Regions from separate parts of the Mus musculus genome. Here all the other regions are linked to region 1. The links are chromatin contacts, called in public Hi-C and HiChIP or PLAC-seq maps. All regions are on one chromosome and are shown on one strand. Each heading gives the region's core, a stretch centred on a gene start, on an enhancer-like site or on the middle of the called end of the contact. The rest is flanking DNA. Distances are from core to core; before and after follow the strand shown. Region 1 holds the start of Tle3 (transducin-like enhancer of split 3). Region 2 overlaps Gm34828 (a long non-coding RNA gene). Region 3 overlaps Gm33699 (a long non-coding RNA gene). Region 4 has its middle 12 kb from the start of Gm34004. Region 5 holds the start of 4933433G08Rik (RIKEN cDNA 4933433G08 gene). Region 6 has its middle 23 kb from the start of Gm34770.

What was found. Hi-C and Micro-C count contacts between places; a contact is called where the count stands out from the background. HiChIP or PLAC-seq counts read pairs in DNA pulled down with a chosen protein or histone mark.
Region 2: an H3K4me3 HiChIP or PLAC-seq map of intestinal villus epithelium shows a contact between it and region 1, with 19 times the contacts expected there. The contact joins the enhancer-like site here to the promoter of Tle3 in region 1. A contact is called at or near these places in 8 of 39 promoter capture datasets (the C10 cell line, cranial neural crest, frontonasal cranial neural crest and 3 more), 1 of 484 Hi-C or Micro-C datasets (bone marrow-derived macrophages), 25 of 115 datasets of contacts at active chromatin or transcription factors (the 230-238 cell line, acute myeloid leukemia, astrocytes and 20 more) and 1 of 9 other capture datasets (embryonic stem cells).
Region 3: an H3K27ac HiChIP or PLAC-seq map of acute myeloid leukemia shows a contact between it and region 1, with 4 times the contacts expected there. The contact joins the enhancer-like site here to the promoter of Tle3 in region 1. A contact is called at or near these places in 29 of 39 promoter capture datasets (the 3T3-L1 cell line, 3T3-L1-derived adipocytes, the C10 cell line and 18 more), 7 of 15 datasets of contacts at CTCF or cohesin (CD8 T cells, the NIH/3T3 cell line, embryonic stem cells and 3 more), 113 of 484 Hi-C or Micro-C datasets (the 63-12 cell line, the AML12 cell line, B cells and 59 more), 61 of 115 datasets of contacts at active chromatin or transcription factors (the 230-238 cell line, CD8 T cells, DN3 thymocytes and 41 more) and 4 of 9 other capture datasets (adipose tissue, embryonic stem cells, liver and 1 more).
Region 4: a contact with region 1 is called in a Hi-C map of the N1E-115 cell line, with 7 times the contacts expected there. The contact joins the enhancer-like site here to the promoter of Tle3 in region 1. A contact is called at or near these places in 12 of 39 promoter capture datasets (the 3T3-L1 cell line, the C10 cell line, the HPC-7 cell line and 9 more), 3 of 15 datasets of contacts at CTCF or cohesin (CD8 T cells, large pre-B cells and pro-B cells), 40 of 484 Hi-C or Micro-C datasets (B cells, the C2C12 cell line, CD8 T cells and 25 more), 40 of 115 datasets of contacts at active chromatin or transcription factors (the 230-238 cell line, CD8 T cells, DN3 thymocytes and 29 more) and 3 of 9 other capture datasets (adipose tissue, embryonic stem cells and liver).
Region 5: an H3K4me3 HiChIP or PLAC-seq map of neural progenitor cells shows a contact between it and region 1, with 11 times the contacts expected there. The contact joins the promoter of 4933433G08Rik here to the promoter of Tle3 in region 1. A contact is called at or near these places in 11 of 39 promoter capture datasets (3T3-L1-derived adipocytes, cranial neural crest, embryonic stem cells and 7 more), 9 of 484 Hi-C or Micro-C datasets (the N1E-115 cell line, brown adipocytes, cortical neurons and 6 more), 24 of 115 datasets of contacts at active chromatin or transcription factors (the 230-238 cell line, T-cell acute lymphoblastic leukemia, astrocytes and 13 more) and 2 of 9 other capture datasets (adipose tissue and pancreatic islet).
Region 6: an H3K27ac HiChIP or PLAC-seq map of SST interneurons shows a contact between it and region 1, with 6 times the contacts expected there. The contact joins the enhancer-like site here to the promoter of Tle3 in region 1. A contact is called at or near these places in 12 of 39 promoter capture datasets (the 3T3-L1 cell line, the C10 cell line, cranial neural crest and 7 more), 9 of 484 Hi-C or Micro-C datasets (the C2C12 cell line, cerebral cortex, cortical neurons and 3 more), 22 of 115 datasets of contacts at active chromatin or transcription factors (the 230-238 cell line, SST interneurons, T-cell acute lymphoblastic leukemia and 16 more) and 3 of 9 other capture datasets (adipose tissue, liver and pancreatic islet).

The regions. Positions count from the first base shown.
Region 1 is chr9:61,370,730-61,374,130 of GRCm38.p6, forward strand. It overlaps Tle3 (transducin-like enhancer of split 3), which reads left to right and starts at 1,637. Exons shown (of 20, transcript NM_009389.2): 1 at 1,637-2,732; 2 at 3,224-3,324. The coding sequence starts at 2,709.
Region 2 is chr9:61,797,957-61,801,357 of GRCm38.p6, forward strand. All of the region lies in intron 3 of Gm34828 (a long non-coding RNA gene), which reads right to left. Among named protein-coding and RNA genes, the nearest start is that of Gm34828, 23 kb to the right of the region's middle. Within about 2 kb of position 1,790, at least 4 of the 459 cell types and tissues checked have an H3K27ac peak or open chromatin away from gene starts, as enhancers often do. A contact at or near this core is called in intestinal villus epithelium, where this site is marked.
Region 3 is chr9:61,043,946-61,047,346 of GRCm38.p6, forward strand. The region is part of intron 1 of Gm33699 (a long non-coding RNA gene); the gene reads left to right. Among named protein-coding and RNA genes, the nearest start is that of Gm46116, 11 kb to the right of the region's middle. Within about 2 kb of position 1,751, at least 18 of the 459 cell types and tissues checked have an H3K27ac peak or open chromatin away from gene starts, as enhancers often do. A contact at or near this core is called in the 230-238 cell line, the P5424 cell line, T-cell acute lymphoblastic leukemia and 4 more, where this site is marked.
Region 4 is chr9:61,068,268-61,071,668 of GRCm38.p6, forward strand. No RefSeq gene overlaps it. Among named protein-coding and RNA genes, the nearest start is that of Gm34004, 12 kb to the right of the region's middle. Within about 2 kb of position 1,579, at least 12 of the 459 cell types and tissues checked have an H3K27ac peak or open chromatin away from gene starts, as enhancers often do. A contact at or near this core is called in the N1E-115 cell line, where this site is marked.
Region 5 is chr9:61,103,791-61,107,191 of GRCm38.p6, forward strand. 4933433G08Rik (RIKEN cDNA 4933433G08 gene) reads right to left here and starts at 1,596. Exons shown (of 2, transcript NR_105026.1): 1 at 1,364-1,596; 2 at 1-834. All of the region lies in intron 2 of Gm34004 (a long non-coding RNA gene), which reads left to right.
Region 6 is chr9:61,636,944-61,640,344 of GRCm38.p6, forward strand. No RefSeq gene overlaps it. Among named protein-coding and RNA genes, the nearest start is that of Gm34770, 23 kb to the right of the region's middle. Within about 2 kb of position 1,483, at least 17 of the 459 cell types and tissues checked have an H3K27ac peak or open chromatin away from gene starts, as enhancers often do. A contact at or near this core is called in the C2C12 cell line and SST interneurons, where this site is marked.

The DNA.
Region 1 (3,401 bases), core at 387-2,886:
ACGTAAGGGGGAGGGCAGAGAAGGGGGAGGGGAGAGGGAAGCTCCAAAGAGGAGCCATTTTGAGACTAATGGATGCTTTGGCCAGATGCTCGCATCTGTCGAGCTAGGCTTCTCCCTGCCCCCTCCCCCTTTTCGGTGCGCATCGTACACGATTTATGTTTTTATTTAGGAGAATAAATAAATGAAGAGGGGAGCGTGGTCGAGGCCGGAGCGGGCGCTGAGAGGCTCCATCTCGGGGCGGCCGCTCACGTGGAGGTCCCCGCGCGCTCCCAGCTACTCATTAAGATGCAAACGCGAAACTCAGGCTCCTAATGAGGGGAAAATATAGATTCCGGGGGCGCGCGGCCGGCTCGCGCGCGCCCGCAACGGGCCAGGAGCGTGTGCTTGCGTGCAAGCTTGGTGGGAAAGCCGGGAGGGACCCGAGGACACCTGGGCGGCCCACTCGGCGTTGGTTCTCCGAGGCCGGCGGACCTAGGGTGGGCAGTGTGCCCTGACGTGACCCTTGTCTGCGAGCAGATGGGCCCCAGAGTCGAATATCTACGCCTCCTTGGGTGTCTATGCTGGTGACCAGGGACGCTCCAGGCTCGCAGTCGCTCTTCCACGGGTGGCTGCCGATGCATGTGCCCAGGCAGGCCATCAGGCCAAGAAACGGGGTCGGAACTCTGGGTCGTAGCCAGGAGGGCCCCAACTCCGTGCTTTCCCTTCTTCACCATCTCGGGCCCGGAGCACTGCTGAGGAACCCGCCTTGGCAAGGCTGCGGCCAGGACGTAGCTGTCCCCAAAGGGCAAGAGCCCCAAATGGGGCTAGCCGCACTACTGAGCCTGTTGTCCGCAGACTGCCAGGCCCTTCCATCTGCGCGGCCCGCCAAGCCAGAGTTCTCAGACTTCCCCCTCGCCGGCAGCCGCCTTGCATCAGAGGCGCTGTTTATTTGGCTTTCTGAAAAGAAGGGCGAATGAACAAAGGAGAAAAGCGGGGCGCCCAAGGGTGGGAGAGGGGGCAGAAACGGATAAAAGAAAGAGAAACTCAGTTTGGAGAACAGTCTTAGAGGTCGGAGGTAACTTTGGGTGCCAGCATTTTATCGGTCCTAAATCTTTTGAAGTGAAAACATTAAACTGACAAAGTGATTCTGTTTGTTTTATAGTATCTAATTGGGCTGCTTTGCAACCCTAATGAGATTAGAGGGGGGCAATCGTTCGCCGCCTCTGCAGAATCAACTGATCCATTACTACCAGCCACAGGTTTTAAGGATTGTACAGCTTGTCCTTTTTTCCCCCCCTTTTGTTGTTACTCGTTTTCTCCTTCTCCCCTCCCGCCAAATAATTATTTGCTAGTAGATCGTGGGAAAAAAAGAAGAAAAAAAACCTAGCAGCCCAGGACTATAATATATATCTATTTATTATATGTCTTTCGGTTAATTCCTGATGTGAGGAGCGCTGTTTTTCACTCCCAAGCGAAAGTCACCAGCGGGTAGGGCCTGATTGCTACTTTTCATGCATAGTTTTAGACACAAGAGGGCATTGTGACGTCGCGCCTGGCGGCGCCCAGTCGCAGTCCGAGTCCCGTGGCCCCACGTGGGAGCCTCGCACTCCCATTGGCCAACGCTAGGCGAAGCCGCCACATTATTTTGTTACTTTTCAGTCCCTATTTGGAACTGCTCTCGCGGCAGTTCAGACCTCGTGCTCGGCCCCCTTCGCCTGTCTGTGTGTGGTATCCGCAGGTCCGAGGCACTTTTTTTTTTTTTTGAGTGCGTGTACGTGTGTGTGTTGAGTGCGTGTGCTTGTGTGTTTTGGGGGTTTGTCGGGGCGCGGAGAGGAGAGCCAGGCTGGGAGGAAGGAAAGAAGCCGCAGAGCTCCCGGGCTCGGGCTACGTCTCCCCCTCCGGTGCTCTCCAGCCTGCGCGCTCCTAGGCGGCAGGACGCAGACCGCTCCTCGCCAGAGACGCGGCCGATCCACTTGAAAGCAGAGGACCCCTTCGCCGAGGCTTCCTATGCCGGCTGGAGTTAGGATGCCACGGCTCATTATTTGCACCGACTGAGCCCGGAGTTCCTCCTCGACCCTGGGAAGGGCTGGCGGCGGCGGCAGGAGCAGACGGAACAGCAGGCTCTCCTCTCCGAGGGGGGTGGGGGGGCGTCGAAGCGTCCTCGCTGGGCTCTAGCCCTCACCCACGGTCCTCAAGCCGTCACCTCGGTGGCCTGCTTCCTTTCTCTTCTCGCCGCGAGCTCCGGGCCCGACCGCCTCTGGGATCTGACCCGCGCGCCCCGGATGCTCCGGGCTGCCCAGACGCGCCCCCCTCCAGCCTCATCGTCCTGATTGACCCGTGAGGGGACAGGAGAATCCCCCTTCCCGCAAACCCCCGGCCTCGGGATTCCGCACTGGAGCCGCCAGGGAGCCGATGATGTCCACGCAGACCCGGCTTCTGACACTGTTCACGCAGCCGGGGGAAGGCGGCCGGCCGCAGCCGGCCGAGCCCTAGGCGCACAAAGCGCGAGCCCGCCGACGACTTTGCCGCTCGCTCCGCCGCTCTTTGTCTGCACTTGGGGCGCACGCCCGACTCTGGGATTTCGCTGCGAGAGCGGGCTGGGGGGGCCGGGGGCGAGCTCTCGGTTCCCCGGCCGCCCCCCGCTCGGGCTCGCCTCCCCCCTCCCCCGCACGTCCCCGGCTCGGGCTCTCAGCGCTTCCAAGCTCTCGGAATCGCGACCCCTCCCTGCCATGTATCCGCAAGGCAGACATCCGGTGAGTAATTGCAACTAGGCTTATTTAAGCATCTATCATGGCAGGGTAAACGAGGCAGTTTATCTAGCACCTCCATTTTGCTTGTTGCTACCTTTATGGTGCGCGCGCGTGTGTGCGCTCACACAAAGGGGCTGGGTGGGTGGGGGCGCCGTAGAGAGCCAAGGGTAATTGCGCTCGAGTGGCCCGGGCGGCCTGCGTTGGAGGGGGACGCTGGCTTCCGCCCCGGCCCCTCTCCTAAGTCTTCCAACTCGCGCTCTCGGCACTTGGCCGCCAGAGCCCTTTTGGCTTTGGGGGTGGTCGGGATGCCCGCTTCCGGGCCCCGTCGGGAGAGCGTTGAAAAACTTGCTGGGAAGGTTCTGGGCTGTGGGGTGGTGGCCTTGCCGGAGGCTCCCGGCGGGGAGGGGGCCAGGGACCCAGAGGAGGCACGGGGCCGCGTGGAGCCCTTCTGATGTGCCCACTCCTCTCCCCTATGTTGTCCTTGTGGGCTCCAGGCACCCCATCAACCCGGGCAGCCGGGATTTAAATTCACTGTGGCCGAGTCCTGTGACAGGATCAAAGACGAATTCCAGTTCCTGCAAGCTCAGTATCACAGGTAAGGCGGGTGGGGGGTGGCCCCGGGCTGGCGAGGAGGGCGGCCTTGCGCGCTCCTGCTACCCCCCCCCCGCGGGG
Region 2 (3,401 bases), core at 540-3,039, 430 kb after region 1:
CCCTCCTCCTAGACTACCCAGAACTCAGCAGCACCTGGCTGGCAGGCTATATACCTTCCCAAGTCTTTCTCAGGGACTCACCATCAGAGTCTTTTTAAATTATTATTTAATTAAAACTGCAGGTTCTTCCAACCTCTGACCCATGCACTGCCATGATTAGGGGAGAAATTAAGAAGTTAGGGATAGCAGGAGAGGGAAGCAGCATTAACTGGGTGCTTACTATATGCAAGGCGTGGGGCTGTCGCCTTTTCCTGAGGTGCTCTGTTTATTCATGAGATACCTATGCGAATGGGTATCTGCTGACTAACAGGCTGCCTGAGCTCAGGTTTCGCCTCTGTCTGTTCCCTAACTCAGAGCAAATAAACTATTCTAATTTTTAATTTTGTTTTCTTGTTGTTTGGTTGGTTTAACTTTTGGAGATAGACTCTTGACATGAAGCTCAGGCTGGCTTTGAACTCTCGATTCTCTGCTACCACACCTGGCTTTATGAACTATTCTGATTTAGATTTTTTCCATCTTAAAAAAAAAATAGAGCGATGAGGCTGGAGAAGCAGCTCTGTAAAACGCTTGCTGTGTGAGCATAAGAACCTGAGTTTGGTCCCCAGAACCCACATAAAAAGCCAGGTGCTGTAGCATATTCCTGTAATCCCAGAGCTGGGGAAGTGGAGGCCTAGCTCAAAGGGTAAACTCTGGGTCCAAGAGACCCAGGCTCAGTGCCTGGGGAAGAACGACACTTAAGGTTGTCTTCAGACCTCCACACACATGCCTACATATGAGCACACATAGGCTTGTGTGTGCACGTGCACACACACATACACATATGCACATATAGGTACATGTGAACCTGCATGTGTGCCCACACAGTAATGCGAGAGTGGCTATTTCTGGCTCACTGAAATGAGACTGCAGAGAGATTTCTCAGATCACATGGTATAGTGTGGGTTTGGTGCATATGACCTATTTTTCTTCTCCTTTTACAGGGCTGGGAACTGCATACAGCCGTGTACTGGTGCTGGTGCTGGGAACCTGGTCAGATCTCTTAGTGTGAGCATCCTTTCTTACTCAGTTATACTGCCCCATCACTCCCAAGGGACATCTGTCTGCAGGATGAATCAAGATGGGGGTTTGGGGTGCATGTATGTACCAGAGTCCCCAGATGCTGGAGTTGCCCTGTGGAATGACACTGGAAGGCTTGGTGTTGGGGGAGGGGTCGGGATTGGTATGTGTGTGGCAGGGGAGGGGTCTGTTCCTCACTTAGACAACAAAAGTACTTGCAGAGCATCTGCTGGGGATAAACCACTGTACTAGGTCCCATGGACAAAGCAAAGGAGAAGCACGCCTTCTTGGCTCAGAGGATGAGCCACCGACTTGAGAATGAGAGGTGTACGGACAGTCATAGAGAGAAACTAACGCCTCTACTTGGGATGTAGCTCAGTGGATGGAGTGCTTGCCTGGTGTGTATACAAGGCCCTGCTAGCACCTTCAGAAACAGGTTATGGTAGTAAGCTGATAGACACAGGAGGATCAGAAGTGTTCAAAACCAGACTGGACTACATAAGATGAGGGAGGAGGGGGGAGGAAGAGGGGGAGAGGGAGGGAGAGGAAGAGAGCTGTTGCATTTGTATATGGTTTTATTGTACTGTTACTCTAAGCCTTGAGGACAGTAGTCCTGGCTCATGTCAAGGCCAGCACGACAGTGGAAATGATTGTTAGCAGAAGTACCCTGAGCTGGCAGCAGTTCTGAGGAAGGGATCAGGGGTTGAAGGTTGCCCAGAACTTCATCTGAGCTCACACAAGGCCATGGCTGTCACCAGGGCAAACATAATCATGGGTCAGAGAGGGAGGTACAATGTTCAGATCAGCAGGGGTGATGCCACAGCACAGAGTTTCTTAGACAGCTAAGAGCCACAGTGCTCCTGCAGCTGAGGCAGACCAAAAGTGTCACCCACACCCTTCTCAATAGTCACAAATAATATAAAATACCTTGGCGTGACTCTAACTAAGGAAGTGAAAGATCTGTATGATAAGAACTTCAAGTCTCTGAAGAAAGAAATTAAAGAAGATCTCAGAAGATGGAAAGATCTCCCATGCTCATGGATTGACAGGATCAATATAGTAAAAATGGCTATCTTGCCAAAAGCAATCTACAGATTCAATGCAATCCCCATCAAAATTCCAACTCAATTCTTCAACGAATTGGAAAAGGCAATCTCCAAATTCATCTGGAATAACAAAAAACCTAGGATAACAAAAACTCTTTTCAAGGATAAAAGAACCTCTGGTGGAATCACCATGCCTGACCTAAAGCTTTACTATAGAGCAAATGTGACAAAAACTGCATGGTACTGGTATAGCGACAAACAAGTAGACCAATGGAATAGAATTGAAGACCTGGAAATGAACCCACACACCTGTGGTCACTTGTTCTTTGACAAGGGAACTAAAACCATCCAGTGGAAAAAAGACAGCATTTTCAACAAATGGTGCTGGCACAACTGGCGGTTATCATGTAGAAGAATGCAAATTGATCCATTCCTATCTACTTGTACTAAGGTCAAATCTAAGTAGATTAAGGAACTCCACATAAAACCAGAGACACTGAAACTTATAGAGGAGAAAGTGGGGAAAAGCCTTGAAGATATGGGCATAGGGGAAAAATTCCTGAATAGAACAGCAATGGATTGTGCTGTAAGATCGAGAATCGACAAATGGGACCTCATAAAATTGCAAAGCTTCTGTAAGGCAAAAGACACCGTCAATAAGACAAAAAAGCCACCAACAGATTGGGAAAGGATCTTTCTTTACCTATCCTAAATCAGATAGGGGACTAATATCCAATATATATAAAGAACTCAAGAAGGTGGACTCCAGAAAATCAAATAACCCCATTAAAAATGGGGCTCAGAGCTAAACAAAGAATTCTCACCTGAGGAATACCAAATAGCTGAGAAGCACCTGAAAAAATGTTCAACATCCATAATCATCAGGGAAATGCAAATCAAAACAACACTGAGATTCCATCTCACACCAGTCAAAATGGCTAAGATCAAAAATTCAGGTGACAGCAGATGCTGGTGAGGATGTGGAGAAAGAGGAACACTCCTTCATTGTTGGTGGGATTGCAAGCTTGTACAACCACTCTGGAAATCAGTCTTGCGGTTCCTCAAAAAATTGGACATAGTACTACCAGAGGATAGGATACTGCCATATCCAGGGATCCATCCCATAGTCAGCCTCCAAACACTGGCACCATTGCATACACTAGCAAGATTTTGCTGAAAAGACCCTGATATAGCTGTCTCTTGTGAGACTATGCCCGGGCCTAGCAAACACAAAGTAGATGCTCACAGTCAGCTATTGGATAGATCACAGGGTCCCCAATGGAGGAGCTAGAGGAAGTA
Region 3 (3,401 bases), core at 501-3,000, 330 kb before region 1:
TTGATAATAATGGACTGAATCTCTGAACTTGTGAGCTAGCTCCAATGAAATGTTGTCCTTACAAGAGTTGCCCTGGTCATGGTGTCTGTTCATAGTGGTAAGATCCTAACTAAGACAACTCTGTTGACAATCTGGGAGGACATCCCCAGAATGTTCACCTTCCAAAGGTGGCACTTCTAGAGGCATGTCTCTTAGTTGATCCCAGATTCAATCAAGTTGGATATACCTCCACAGACAAGATGCACCAGACACTTGTCCTGGCCAGGCAGGCCCACTCCTTTTCACGTCTTCTCACAGCCTTTTTCTTTTTCCTTGGGTGCTGGCTGAGAGACTTCATTGGCACTCTGTCTCTGCCCAGGACTTCATAGTCCGGTTGGAGGACACATGTCACAGGCTTCATGGGACATGTAGCTTCTCTGGAAACTGTTTTAATTTCTTCACAGTGAGACAAAAAGACCATCAACATCAGGTTACAACTAGATCTTCTTAAATTATTTTCTGCTTTGAACCCCTTTTCCTAACCAAGCAATGTAGACCCTCCACTGGTCTATAACATAGGTATAAAAATTAAATGTTTACTGATAATATGTCAATGAAGAGATTGCTTTAAAAACAATTCTGCAAAGTTAAGTTGATTGTTTATTAAAGAGGGGGAAAGCCTCCTAGTGAGAGGACATACTTGTTCATTCTTATAAACAGCCAGAGCTTGGATGGATATTTGGTATGCAAGATGTAGACTGTCTTCACTGTTTTTCAGAGCTGATCAATATTTTGATTTTGTAATCACCAATAAGGAGGCCACTTTGTAGAACTCCAGAGTCACAAAACAGAAGAAACATGCTCGGGGCTCTTTCAGAAACCTGGAAGTTCTGTCCTTGCCTAAGTGGAAATTTACTTAACCGTTTTCTTAAAAGTGTAACTGAAGTCAGCAACTCAAAGAGCAATTTGAAAAATCAAACATTCGAACATAATCCAATCCGAAGACACACGAATCTGAGACTTACATGCTAAGCGCTGGTGGTGGGAAAATATTAAAAGTCTTTATCCTCTGTCATTAAACGACTGCACTTCTGGAGAAGCAGAAAACGTACACACAGTAGAAACACGGCGGTTCACAGAACACACTGGCCCCAAAGCTGAGCTGCAACGTCTCCTTAGTGCTGCGTGGTGAGCCACATAGGCAATGTAAGGTGAGTGTGTTCCACGCTCGCTGAAGCTTCAGTGAAGTTGTGCAATGCGACCCAGCTGTGTGCTGTGTGCTGTCTGCTGCACTTCTGATTCATCATACATCCGGCTTTGAATCCGTCTCTGGTGGTTGTGCCCCCTGAAGCTTCTCACTTGGGTTGAGTTCAAAATTCATTTTCCCAGCCGTGTATCGTTCTTACAACTCGGAGACACCTCAGGGATCTGTGAATGAGCTGGGTGGATGAGCAGGGCTGTGTTCCAATAAAGCTTTATTTACAAAAACAGCAGTAAACCAGCTGTGGCCTGCAGGTTGTAGTTTGTCAAAGGCTAGCACCGTTTCAAGTCCAAGCACCCCAACGTATTGCTCAAGGGACCTTTCTAGAATGGCCTCTCTGGCCACTCATCAGGCTGAGACAGCTCCCTTAAATGTCCCTCATCATGGTGCACAGTGTTCAGGGTTGCCCATGTATTTCTTTTTCATCCTTCTCCCTGTGTGGAACACTGCCTTGCCCCCTCCTCAACCCCCGTCTTCCTGAATCTACCCCCAGAGAGCCCACCTGGCTGCTCTGTAGAACACAGGCCTCATATCAAGGTCTCTCGCCTCAGCTTTGGAAGAGCCTGCCCTCCAAAGCCACGCTCCAGTCAGTTGTTCCCACGATGAAGTGCCTTTTGGGACTCTGTGGTCCCTGGTGCCATACAGGGCAGCCCTTAAAGGGACCTGTGGGTTAGATGGGCACTCACTCTCAGTTCTCAGCCCTTCTTTTCTACATCCAACTCACAGAAAGCGGCACCTCCACACCACCTGGCACCCATCATACTCACTGCTGTGAGAACCCAAGCGTGTCTCTCTGGCATTATCCTTTTAAACACCACCCCTTCCCATCCCATTTATTCTCCTTGAGCCCTTCCCCCAAGTTGGTCATTTTAGACACAGACGACCACAGAGCCCTAACTTTTAGCCTCTCTGGTACATTTTTATGTTTAGTTTTTGCTTTCTTTAAAAAAAAAAGAATTATTTATTTATTTATTTTATGTATATAAGTACACGGTAGCTGTCTTCAGACACACCAGAAGAGGGCATCTGATCACTTCACGGATGTTTGTGAGCCACCGTGTGGTTGCTGGGAATTGAACTCAGGACCTCTGGAAGAACAGTCAGTGTTCCTAACCACTGAGCCATCTCCCCAGGCCCTAGCTTTTGCCTTCTTGATGCACTTGATGTGATTTCTTCAAAGTTGCCTTCTAACTCATTAATTTCTTCTTTATCCATGTTCACTGCGTATATTTTTCATTTCCAGAAACCTTGATCTTAACCAAGCTTCTGGCTATAACTTTTGATAGTGTCTTATACTTTTGCTATTTTTTTCTATTCCACCTTTGTTTCTATTCATTTAATTCATATGTGTTATATATTTGGGCCGCATCATTGTTATATGCAAAGATTTGAGGATCTCAATCAGTGGCTTTCAACTGGTGGCATTTTTCCCCCTTCTAGGGGACATTTCGAGATACCTTACTTGTAGATAGCACTTGTAGTTGCTTCTACAAACCACGAGGGGGCGCCACCAACCTGGATGGCTTGCCTTGTCCCGGGTCTAGTGTGAATTCAAACCCTAGGCTCACAGAATTGTGGTAGGAAATTTTGTCCCTTAGCACTTGCTGCTCTGGAACCGAGGTGCAGGTGCAGGATTAGACTTTTCATGCTCACTGCCCTTGCCCTTCCCTTGATGCCTAATCAGTGGTGCGTGTGGGTGTGTGACTAGGGTGCAGTACTCTGTCCTGTGACATTTCTTTAAAGTGGGCTGAAACTGGAAACACACATGCCAGCAACAGCAGAAGCAGGCTTCTAAAAACAACAACAACAGCAACAAAACATTGTCTGTGGCAGTGGGGTTGGGAGCGGGGTGGGAGGTGGGTAATGCACTAGCCATGGCGAGTGTTTGCAGGTCAGAGGACAACTTTTAAGAGTTGGTCCTCTCCACCGTGTACATCCTGGGGATTGAACCCAGGTCATCAGACTTGGCAGCAAGTGCCTTCACCCATTAAGCCATCCTGCCAGCCCCTAGGCTTCATGCTCCATGGGAAACTGATGCTTGTAAGACTCAGCCCCTGACACTGGGAACTTAAGGAAGGCGCAGCACACTGGATGCTCACCTGCTGCAGGGCAGAATGAATTAGAGAGGCACGCTGTCAGCTGACAGGGTTTTGCAGGGTCA
Region 4 (3,401 bases), core at 329-2,828, 300 kb before region 1:
GCTGGCTAATGTTTAATGACTAGCTTTGCCAAGGACAAGAGAAAACTGCCTGATCACAGTTGAACAGTTCCCATGGTACAACTGTTTAACCCCACTGATAGTTAAAGAATATGTAAGAGCATGAGCAAAGCACCTACCTAGACACAGTAGGCTCTTTATAGAAGACACAGTAGGCTCTTTATAGACACTTCTGCTTTACTCTCTTCAACACAAAAAACAGACAAAATCTATACACATGCACCCACAGCCCCCAGGATGCACATTCCATCCCAGGATGCCTTTCTTGGCTCCAGAGTCCTCCAGGTATTGGAGGTAGCTGATGACGCTGTCTCTCTGTGAGGTCTGCTCACATGTCTATCTCAGCTTCTGTTTTCTGATGCTCAGTCTTCCAACAAGAGCCCTAATGCTTAAGGGAACATCTTCATCTGTAATTATGACCCCGAGACACACCTTAGTAAGTCACTAGCCAATAGAACTTCCAAAATAAATCCCACATGTTTTCAGTTGGGGCCAGTGTGAGGAGGTGGGGGAGAAAGGTGAGAAGCAGCTGTGGTGTCCTGACACTGGGCACCCCGACACCCCAGCTCCTGCTTGTCCAGCCCCGTGCATCCCCATCTCCTTCGAGGCAGGGATAGATCTTTGTCTGAGATGATGGTGTAAAATGGAGTCACTCAGTCAGCGGATCTGCTGCCACATCCAGCTCTCCCTAGGCCTGCTATCCTCTAGTGTCACTGTCCCAGCATGGCCTTGGCTGAGTCCTCCCTGGACAGGTGCATGGCCACCCTCCCTAGGGCTTCTAGGTCCATCCCTCCCTCTTCCTTTCCCTGTTTTCAGCATGACGTCACTGGAAGTTTGTGTCCAGAAATGTGACGTTTCCCAGTGCTGCTCTTCCCATGCTGCTCTCCTGCTCAACGTCTTTCCCACAACCTACTTTCCCTCTTCCCCACCTGTGTGGTTTTCCAGAGGAAGGAAGCATTCTTTCCACGCCACGCTCACCAGCTCTGGACTGACAGATTGATTTACAGTGTCTAGAGCTGCCAGACCCAGAAACCATCAGGTCTGGCCCTGAGCCTCGGAGCTGCAGACACAATCTTTTTCAAGGTCTGAAGGACTTCTCTCACTGCACAGCCTGAGCCACTTCTGACCTAGCCTGAACTCCTCTTTCCATCCTGAGCTTTTTTTTTTCCTATTTTTTTTCCCCATTCTATTCCATATACCTTGGCTTCCTGGACTGGATCCTGAGCCTTATGTGCTCAACTCTGACCTTTGACCCTAATGAGAACATTCCCTGGTTTATCCCCTAGTATATAAGCTGTGCTCCTGGAGGCAAGAACAGCTCCTCCTATTGGGAAGATGCACGCGAATCATTGCTTTGGAGGGAGGACATGTTGGTGGGTGATGGGCACAACGCTTACACTGGAATAAAATGTTGTCCTTGAACTCTGGCAGCTATCCAGAGGTCAGCCAATCACATTTTACCCTTAATTGATCTATCAGATTAGCTTTAACGGCTTGGGGGAGGAAACGGAAATGCAGCAGGAAGCGATTACAATAGACTACTGCTCTTAGGGATTCCATTTGATCTTCAAACAGCCTGTCACAGAGCGAGGGGGTGGGTCCCCATTATCCAACTTAGGCAGTAGCTCAGCCAGCCTAGTCGAATCTCCTGATGTCACTAGGCAGCAGTGGAGAATTCTGGAAAACTGCACCAACATCCCAGGGCTCAGTTCTGGGCACTTGATCCCAGAACCCTGCAGAGCTTTGGCCAGCATGGCTCCCAGCACAGACTTCTGAGCCTTGTGTGAGCCCAGGGAAGCTTTGGGGGCTCTGGACATCCTCTCTCCCCACCCTTTCTCTTTGCCTTGGGCCTAGGGTGGCAGTGGAGAATCAGCTCAGTTTTCATCGGCGCTGGCGTCTCTCAGGGCAGCCCAGGAAAAAGACATTGATTTATGATCAAAAAGGAGGAGGATGCGGGGGAGATGCAGGGCAGCAGGGGTGGGTGGGCGCTAAGAGATAGTATCAGAAAGAATAAAAAAGATTCCCTATGCCTTAAAAAAAAGATGATGAGGAGGATCCTGCCCTCTGATGCCTCCGTAGGCGTGGGCTGGAAAATCTTTTCATGTAAAATTGAAATGGAATCACGAATGAGGAGAGGGCGTCTTGGGGCTTGGGTGTGCCTTCCAGGACTGAATTAAATTAAAAACATATCGATTTTCCCTGCCAACAAACAGGCCTGGCACTGGAGGAGGGGGGCGCAGCTCAGGGAGGCAGCTTGAATCCCTGTCCCAGTCCACTAGCATCCTTCCGAGTCCTGGCAATTTTATAATTGGCCCAGTGGGTTGTGATTTAAAAAAAAAAAAAAAAACACAGAAGAACCAATTAACAGCAGCTTCCTCTGACCTCCGGTTTGAGGTGGTAGGAGACAAGGTAATGACTTAAGACAGAAGGGAGGGAAAAAAAAAAACCCTGAAAATAAAAATAGAAAAATATCAAGAGCAAAGACCTAAATCTTTTTGGCTCCCTGATTAATAACCCTGTCAGGCCGATCACAAGCCCTAAACAGTGATGCTCGTTGCAGCTGAATTTTTTATACTTTCTATTAATCTTTAATGATAGCTTGGTCACCTAGTCTCTTTTATCTTGTCAGATAAATGTATGGTTAACAGGATAATGAGATTTCTAAAGTCCCATCCCCGCTCCCAGCCAGCTAGTGCATGCGGCGACCTCTGACCCCTGGCAGACAGAGGCACCAGGGTGCTCGTAATTGGGAGGTGTGCTGGGGGTGCAGGGGAAGCTGAAGGATGGTTTAAACTTTGATTTGAGGTCAGCGAGGTCACCAAGCTCTGGAAGACCAGCCGGGTTTTATTACCAGCTGCCTCTGATGGGGATATAATTAGATTTAGCTATTGCCTTATTAATAAGTAATCGCTTCCCCCACCGCTGTGGGTGGGCAAATGTATTCCTTGGATAATTTGAGGACACGAGGCTGGCTTTATTAAGAAGAATATATCATGCGTGTTTGGCCAGAAGCAGACACCCATCTGGATCTCTGGACTTTAGGGGAACTTTGTCATTTGTACTCATTTGTGATATTGGATAAATTGGCTGGAGCTTTTTAAATCTGGCCCTACCTCGGTGACTTCAAACAGCAGTTACAGGGGAATCCAGTTTTAGCCCGTTTTGACAATTCAAGAGCAAAAGATTTCTAAATAGTTCTAACCGTCCATCGATGTATCTGTGCATATGAGTGCCATTTATCTGTCTATTCATCTACCCATTCAGGAATGTGTGCATGTGCCCTTCTGTGCATCCATTCATGCATTTGTGCATGTATTGGATCAACCCGACCATCTATTCACGTTTGAATGCATCCATACATGTATTTGTTAGGAATCCTGTTG
Region 5 (3,401 bases), core at 346-2,845, 270 kb before region 1:
ACTTCAGGGAGCCAGAGGGAACATCCTGGATTGAGTTGGAACACTTTCAGGGATGCATTGATGTTGCAAAGATGCATTAGAGGCAGAGCTCATCTCCTCTGCAAATGGAGAGTCCACCTGCCTCCATGCCAACCTCTGGAGTCCTCAGCATCTTCCACAGCCTCTGATTACGTGCCACTTTTGTCTCTAACCCCCAAAGTGACAACTATATAGCCTAATGTGGAACGGGCCTGAGAATCACTGGCAACGAATCCCCTACCTCAACCCATACCTTTCTGAACTTTTTAGTCCCTTTTCAAAAGAGCTGATGTGAGAATATAAGCAACCATGCTCTGTCTTGACCTTACAATGCTAACATTCATGACCTTGCTGGGTTAGATGTCCCTCAAGCCTGTCTAGGCTGCCAATCTGCACGTTTATACTGTCATCTTCTTGATTCCTACCAGGGCCTTTCACCTTTCAGACATGATCACGTGGGGAGCGTGTCTCTCCAACACACCTGAATGCATCTGAGTTAGCACCTCCTCTCTGGCTGGCCGTGTGACCTTGGGTAAGTCGTTCAACATTGTGGGTTCTGTTTCACACCCAACAGGTAGGAATGGCAAGAGCCCTTGTTTCACTGCTCATGGTAAATAAGACATGACAAGAAGGTGCCCAGGCATGCTCAGCCTGGTGCTTGGTTTACCTAGGCACTGGGACTGGCTGTTACAGAGGCCCACTGTGGGCTTCTGCACAGTTGTCCTCTGAAGGGGTGGGAAGCTTCAGAGGGAGATACTGTGCTGGAAGAGGCACTTGTTAACTTCCGCTGTGTTCTTCTGTCTGTCGCAGTGTTATCTGAAAAGACCGAGTTGTTTCCTGTTACTAACATGTTCTAGTCCTGATGTCCCGTTCTTGGTCATTTTCCCAGGCTCCCCACCTGGCCCTGGTGTGCCTCGTGCCTGAGACTTTCTTCATTTGATCCCTAGCAATCAAGCCCCCAGGTGGTCCCTGCCCCATACTTCTCTGGAGGGACAGCTTCTAATCCGGTCTTGTATAGTATTGACGGGGATGGATTTATTAAATGTCTTCCTCCCGAGCATCTAGATTTCTATGTCCATAAATTATTAGGTCTTGAAACCTTACTCCCGCCTCTGTCTGTACATCTCTGTGACATTCCCACAATCCTTCTTCCTTAGTATTCCCAGGAGTATGGTCTGAAGTAGTGAGAAGAGTCGCCTAGAAGCAGCAGTCAGCCAGTGCAGCTCAAGACATAGGCCCTAGCTGGGGATCTTCTGTCTGTATTGGGCTAAGGCCATCACTCCAATTGTGGTCTGGGCGCTCTCAGCCTTTCAACTGAGGGAGGATGTATATGGAAAGCATTTACCTTTTCCCTTTCCTTTGGGGCTCAGGACTTGGGGCCTGGTGGTAGCAAGCTAGCCACACAACTCAGCTCATCAAATGCTGTTGCTCAGTGGTTAGCACTGTGAGCTGCTGTGGTCAGTTAGTCAGTTACACCTTGTATCCATGGAGAAAACAAGAGAATGGACAGACACGCAGAAATTTCTGCTCACTGCCATGGGAAAGTCACTCTGTTTAAGCAAAGATGCCCTTGGATTGAGTGCTGTTCTCCCAGATTCTAGATTTGGCAATAGAATTTGGAATAGGGACAAAGAAGATTCTGGAATTGTATTTAAGGAGGAAAGAAGAGAAGCCTGTGGCTAATATCCAGAGATCTTAGTGGCTAGAGGCCTCACAGGGGGTCTTTAGAAATGCAGGACAAGGGAGAATGTCAGAGCAAACAGGAAAGCCTGGCCACACAGGCCCCAGGTCATCCTGGTGTGACCCTCTCTAGCCATGTCGTGCTCGGCAGATGCCCAGGAGACGTGGCCTGGTTAGGAAGCTCTATTTCCCATAATTAAGACCTTCAGCTTCCACAGCCACAAGGGTAGGGCTGTTGTCTCTATCATCCTTGCATCTCGTTCTCTCTTCCCACTTCCTCATTTGATGGTTGTGCCCTCACAGGGTGGATCCGAAAGGTGAGATTACTCAGAATCTGAGGTTGGCAATAGAAAGTGATGTGAGGTGTTCTGGTAACTCTGCTATTGATGCTGGGGCACTCACCACGGGCCAGACTCTGCGTCTGGCACTAGGGCTGCAGCGGCAGGTAGGCCTCTGGGCTCACTTCACAGGAGGCTGTGAGAATGAACCAGGAGACCCCCGTGGAAACAGTGCCCCCATAGAGACTGAGCAGGCTGCTGAACTAAAGTGGAGCACGGAGCGCTCTGCCTGCCAAACTAAGAACCATGCTCTCGTGAGCAGAGATGACTCAGAGAATGGCTCGGAACAAAGGAGTGGGATGAGCTGATTTTGTTTTTGAAACTTTTAATTCCAAAACTAAATCACACTCATAAAAAGATAAGATAGCGTGAAGAAAGCATGAGATTAAAGTTCTTGTGGTGTCCCCCCACTTTGCGGCACCAGTTCCTTCCCAGGGAAGTCCTCAGTGGATGCATCTGTGTACTTTCTTGATTTATTTATTGACTGCATTTAAGAACATATGTGCTTTTTTCACAGAAATAATATTAAGATGCACACAAGTTAGCTTATTAATAGCTGGCTCTCATTTCATGTGGGTACATATAAATTAATCTTATTAATAACTGGCTCTCATCTCGTGTGGGTGCATGTAAGTGAATCTTGCTTGCTGATGGGGATTTATTTTGTGGTCACTTTTTAAAAAATGGCCACCAGGTGCTGGAAGAGGTGGCTCTGCAGTTAAGAGAGCTGAGTGCTCTTCCAGGATCCCAGATTCTATCCCCAGCTGCTCATACCCATCTCTAGTCTCAGTTCCAAAGGATTTGATGCCCTCTTCTGGCCTCAGACACTAGGTACCTACACAGTGCACAGACACACATTTGGGCAAAACACCCATGCCCATCATACACATAAACATTTGATTTTGTAATGGTCACTAACTGTGATGTTGCCTTTCTGAACTTTGAGCTGAAAATTGAGTGTCTGAATAGTAAATTTTGTTTCAACTATATATTTTTTTTTTTGGTTTGGTTTGGTTTGGTTTGGTTTTTCGAGACAGGGTTTCTCTGTGTAGCTCTGGCTGTCCTGGAACTCACTTTGTAGACCAGGCTGGCCTTGAACTCAGAAATCCGTCTGCCTCTGCCTCCCGAGTGCTGGGATTAAAGGCATGCGCCACCACTGCCCAGCTTGACTATACTTTTTTTTTTAGATTTATTTTATGTCTCTCTCTCTCTCTCTCTCTCTCTCTCTCTCTCTCTCTCACACACACACACACACACAAACACACACACACACACACACACACACACACACACACACACACACACACACCTCTTCTGGGTGAAAGTCAAAAGACAACTCCCAAGAATTGCTACTCAGTTTCTATC
Region 6 (3,401 bases), core at 233-2,732, 270 kb after region 1:
ACAGAGATGATTGTCTCTTGGCCCTTTGAGAAAAGAATGTATCATCGGTCCTGCTCATCTGGGAGTCTGTCTTTGTCCCATTAAAGCAGAAAGTATCATTTCTACAAGTCCCTCTCTGTGTGTGGGAAAGGTATGAGTGTGGGGTCTTGGTATGATATACTACCCCACATCTTAGCCCAAAGAGAATCTTAACACTGAATTACAGCCACACTGGCCTCCAGACAACTAGCCAGATCCTAAGGCCCCTGTGGGTCCCGCAACCCAACCCCAGAATGCTTTGAGCTGCCAGTCAGACACGCAGCAGCAGCCTGCCAGCCGAACATCTTGGAAGGGACCAAGCCATGTTCACACCCCACATTTTTAGCCAGAAGGATGCACAACTCACCTTCTGGCATCTCTGCCCATGTCTTATAGGGAAAATGGAGTTCCCATTTGCCCAGGACTCTATATGCCTACCTCAGGACAGACTTAGATTTTTCTTCAAGCCTTCCCAAACTCCAACAGAATTTTGTGTGTCAATGCAATCTGACCACATTCTTGTTTCCTTTCTTTCCTTTCCTTGAGATGAACATTATGACCGAAAGCAACTTAGGCAAGAAAAGGATTTATTTAGCTTACACTTGGAAGTCACAATCCACCAATAAGGGAGGTCAAGGCAGGAAGTCCAGCAGGAGTTTGAAGCGGAAACTGTGATGGAACACAGCTTGCTGGCTTGCTCGCAGGCTCATGCTTAGACAGATTCCTTATCCAGCCCAGGACCACCTGTCTGGGGATGGTGGGCGGGCCCTCAACCCTCAAAGAGCAATTAAGACAATCCCCCAGAGGCCAATTGATCTAGAGAATTCCTTTTTCAGATCACCCTAGTCTATGTCAAGCTAATAGTTAAAGCTAATTCGGCAGCCTCAGTCCTAAGCAGAGCAACACCTTTCAAGCCATCCTGTGGTCTACCCAATTTTCCTTGGAAGGTAAAGGCAGTCTCCCATGATCCCATCTCAAAGAGCTGCAAGTCTAGCTAGAGGTGACAGAAACTAATATTTTAGCTCACTGAGCAGAAAGAATATTCTAGAAGATCCTCAGTTCTTACCTGACGTGAGGATTAGCTCTGATACAGACTAAAACATCAGAGAAATAAGAAAATGGAAGCAGATAGGGCACACCAGGGAACAAAAACACTTTCCTCTGTGCCAAACCACAGAGTTCATAGAGAAATTTCGCCTTCTCCTTCACCCCAGAGCAAGGCAGAAGAGTAAGTGGGGTGTTTCTCCAGAGACTACCTCGACCAGCCAGAAGCTCAACCATGGGCTTGCTCTACCCCGTGCTGAATTCATGCAGAACAGGGCCAACGTGGTGCAGAAGGGACTTCAACAGCTGTGTGATTGACTCCCAATTCAATGAGAAATCACAGGGATATCAAGGCCTTTGTGCCTTGCACACCTGGGATGCTGCCCTGAATGGTGAAGCATCTCTATGTGAAATCAAACCAAGCTCCCAGGCGCCCTAACACTGCCAGCACAGAGATTCATTGGCAGCCTAAACAAACCCGAATCACCGGTGAATGGGGCGAATTTAAGACCTCAATTCTGTGTTTCCTGCTCACAGGATTGGTATAATTGAAATCCATTTGCTCTCACATAGGAGAGAGCTAAGACTTGAAGGAACATTTAAAGAAGTCTCAGGAATCTCTTTATTTTGTCCTTCAGTCCTCGGTAGAGCCGTGACAAAAGAGATGTCTAAATTGGCCCTATTTATATCCTTCGGAAGGCAGTCTCTCCAATGGGTAGAAACTCCAGACTAGTAAGGAATAGTTTGGGAAGAAAGTTGGGAAGTCTTTGATAAGTGCATAGAAACTTGGGGGTGCCTTTTGATGGGAAAGTAAGGAGGGGTTAGGACTCGAGTAGCTAGCAAGTGGGATTTGCTAAACTTTCCCTAGCTAATGAATGCACTTAATGGGCACAGTGTTGGGTATCAATGCCGCATAATGATAATTTAATCTCGTTGGCTGAATTTCTGTGGCTTTCCAGGAGAGAAGGAAGGACCGGCGTGAGAGCAGTTAATCACTCTGCCTTTAGCCAAACTTCATCTAAAGTTTCACCATGTTCTCTAAACAGCACCGAGGGACTGTCATGTGCTTTCGTGAGTCACCAGTAGATCTAAAACAAGCAAAAGACCTGGGCGTTCTTTCTCTTACTTGAGCTGGGAGTTTCTGGTTACATGTGATTCAGTGCGGTACTGGGGCCTAATCAAACAGTGATGGCAGCCACCGTTCTCTGTGGCATTCTGCAATGTCTGGCACCGTTCTAAAAGTATCTGGCATAGATAGGCATTGTACTATCATAGAGAAGGGGAAACCGAGGTCCAGAAGATTGGAAGACTTGTGTATGGGGATTGTCAGTGGCAAAATGAAGTGAACACTCTACTCCTGCCCGATGTAGTCTATAATCTATTTTGTTCATCGATAAGCCCAGAGATCTAAGCAGAGCATACTAAAGAGGCTCCTGTTGACCTCCCAAGAATGTGCCCTGGCTCCTACCCTCCACCGTAAGAAGTATTCTAGGCCATCCAAGAAGAGAAACCCCATACATCTTACATCACCATGCATACATGATCCCCTTCACCAAATTATGGGATCTGGATAGAAGACCCTTCAATCAGGAAGATAAAACGAGACCCACGGAGGTTAAGGAAGTTGAACAGCCGAGTAAGGAAAGCCCTTGGAGTAGCAGAAAGCCAATGCTGGAGCAGACCTACAATTCTAATACCAAGACACCGCTCCTTCTCTTTCACCCTGGCTCAAGAGAAAGAGACATTGTGTTTCTGACCCCTCCCCCCCCCAGCACACACACACACACACACACACACACACACACACACACACACACACACACACAGAGACAGACACATACACAGACACACATACACTCAACAGATGGTGAACTGAAAGCCAAGTAGGTAGAGGCCACTTGTGAAGTTTTCGAGGATATTTAACATGAATATTTATAGTGGATGGAGAATGTATGAGCAATGGCTGAGCACAGATGTAAACACACACCACACACCACTGTAGGAGTTCATGATGCAGCTTGAACTTATCATTGTTATTATTGTGTGTCTGTGGCATGCTTCTGTCACGGCTCACGGATGGAGGTCAGAGGACGTCTTTGGGAAGTTGGTTCTCTCTACTGTGACACTGGATTTAGGACATCAAGCTCCTGAGGCTAGCGCACGAGCTATCTCTCCACGCCAGTGACATAACTCTAAAGAGACCTCTGTTGAAGATTCATGTGCCTTCCTCCCTTTTCCTCTGCTTCTTCCCCCCTCCCTTCTTACGTGTCTGAATGTTGAAATTCTAAACCCTAATGTCATGATGTCTCAAGAGGTTGGGCCTTTGGGAGGTGACTATG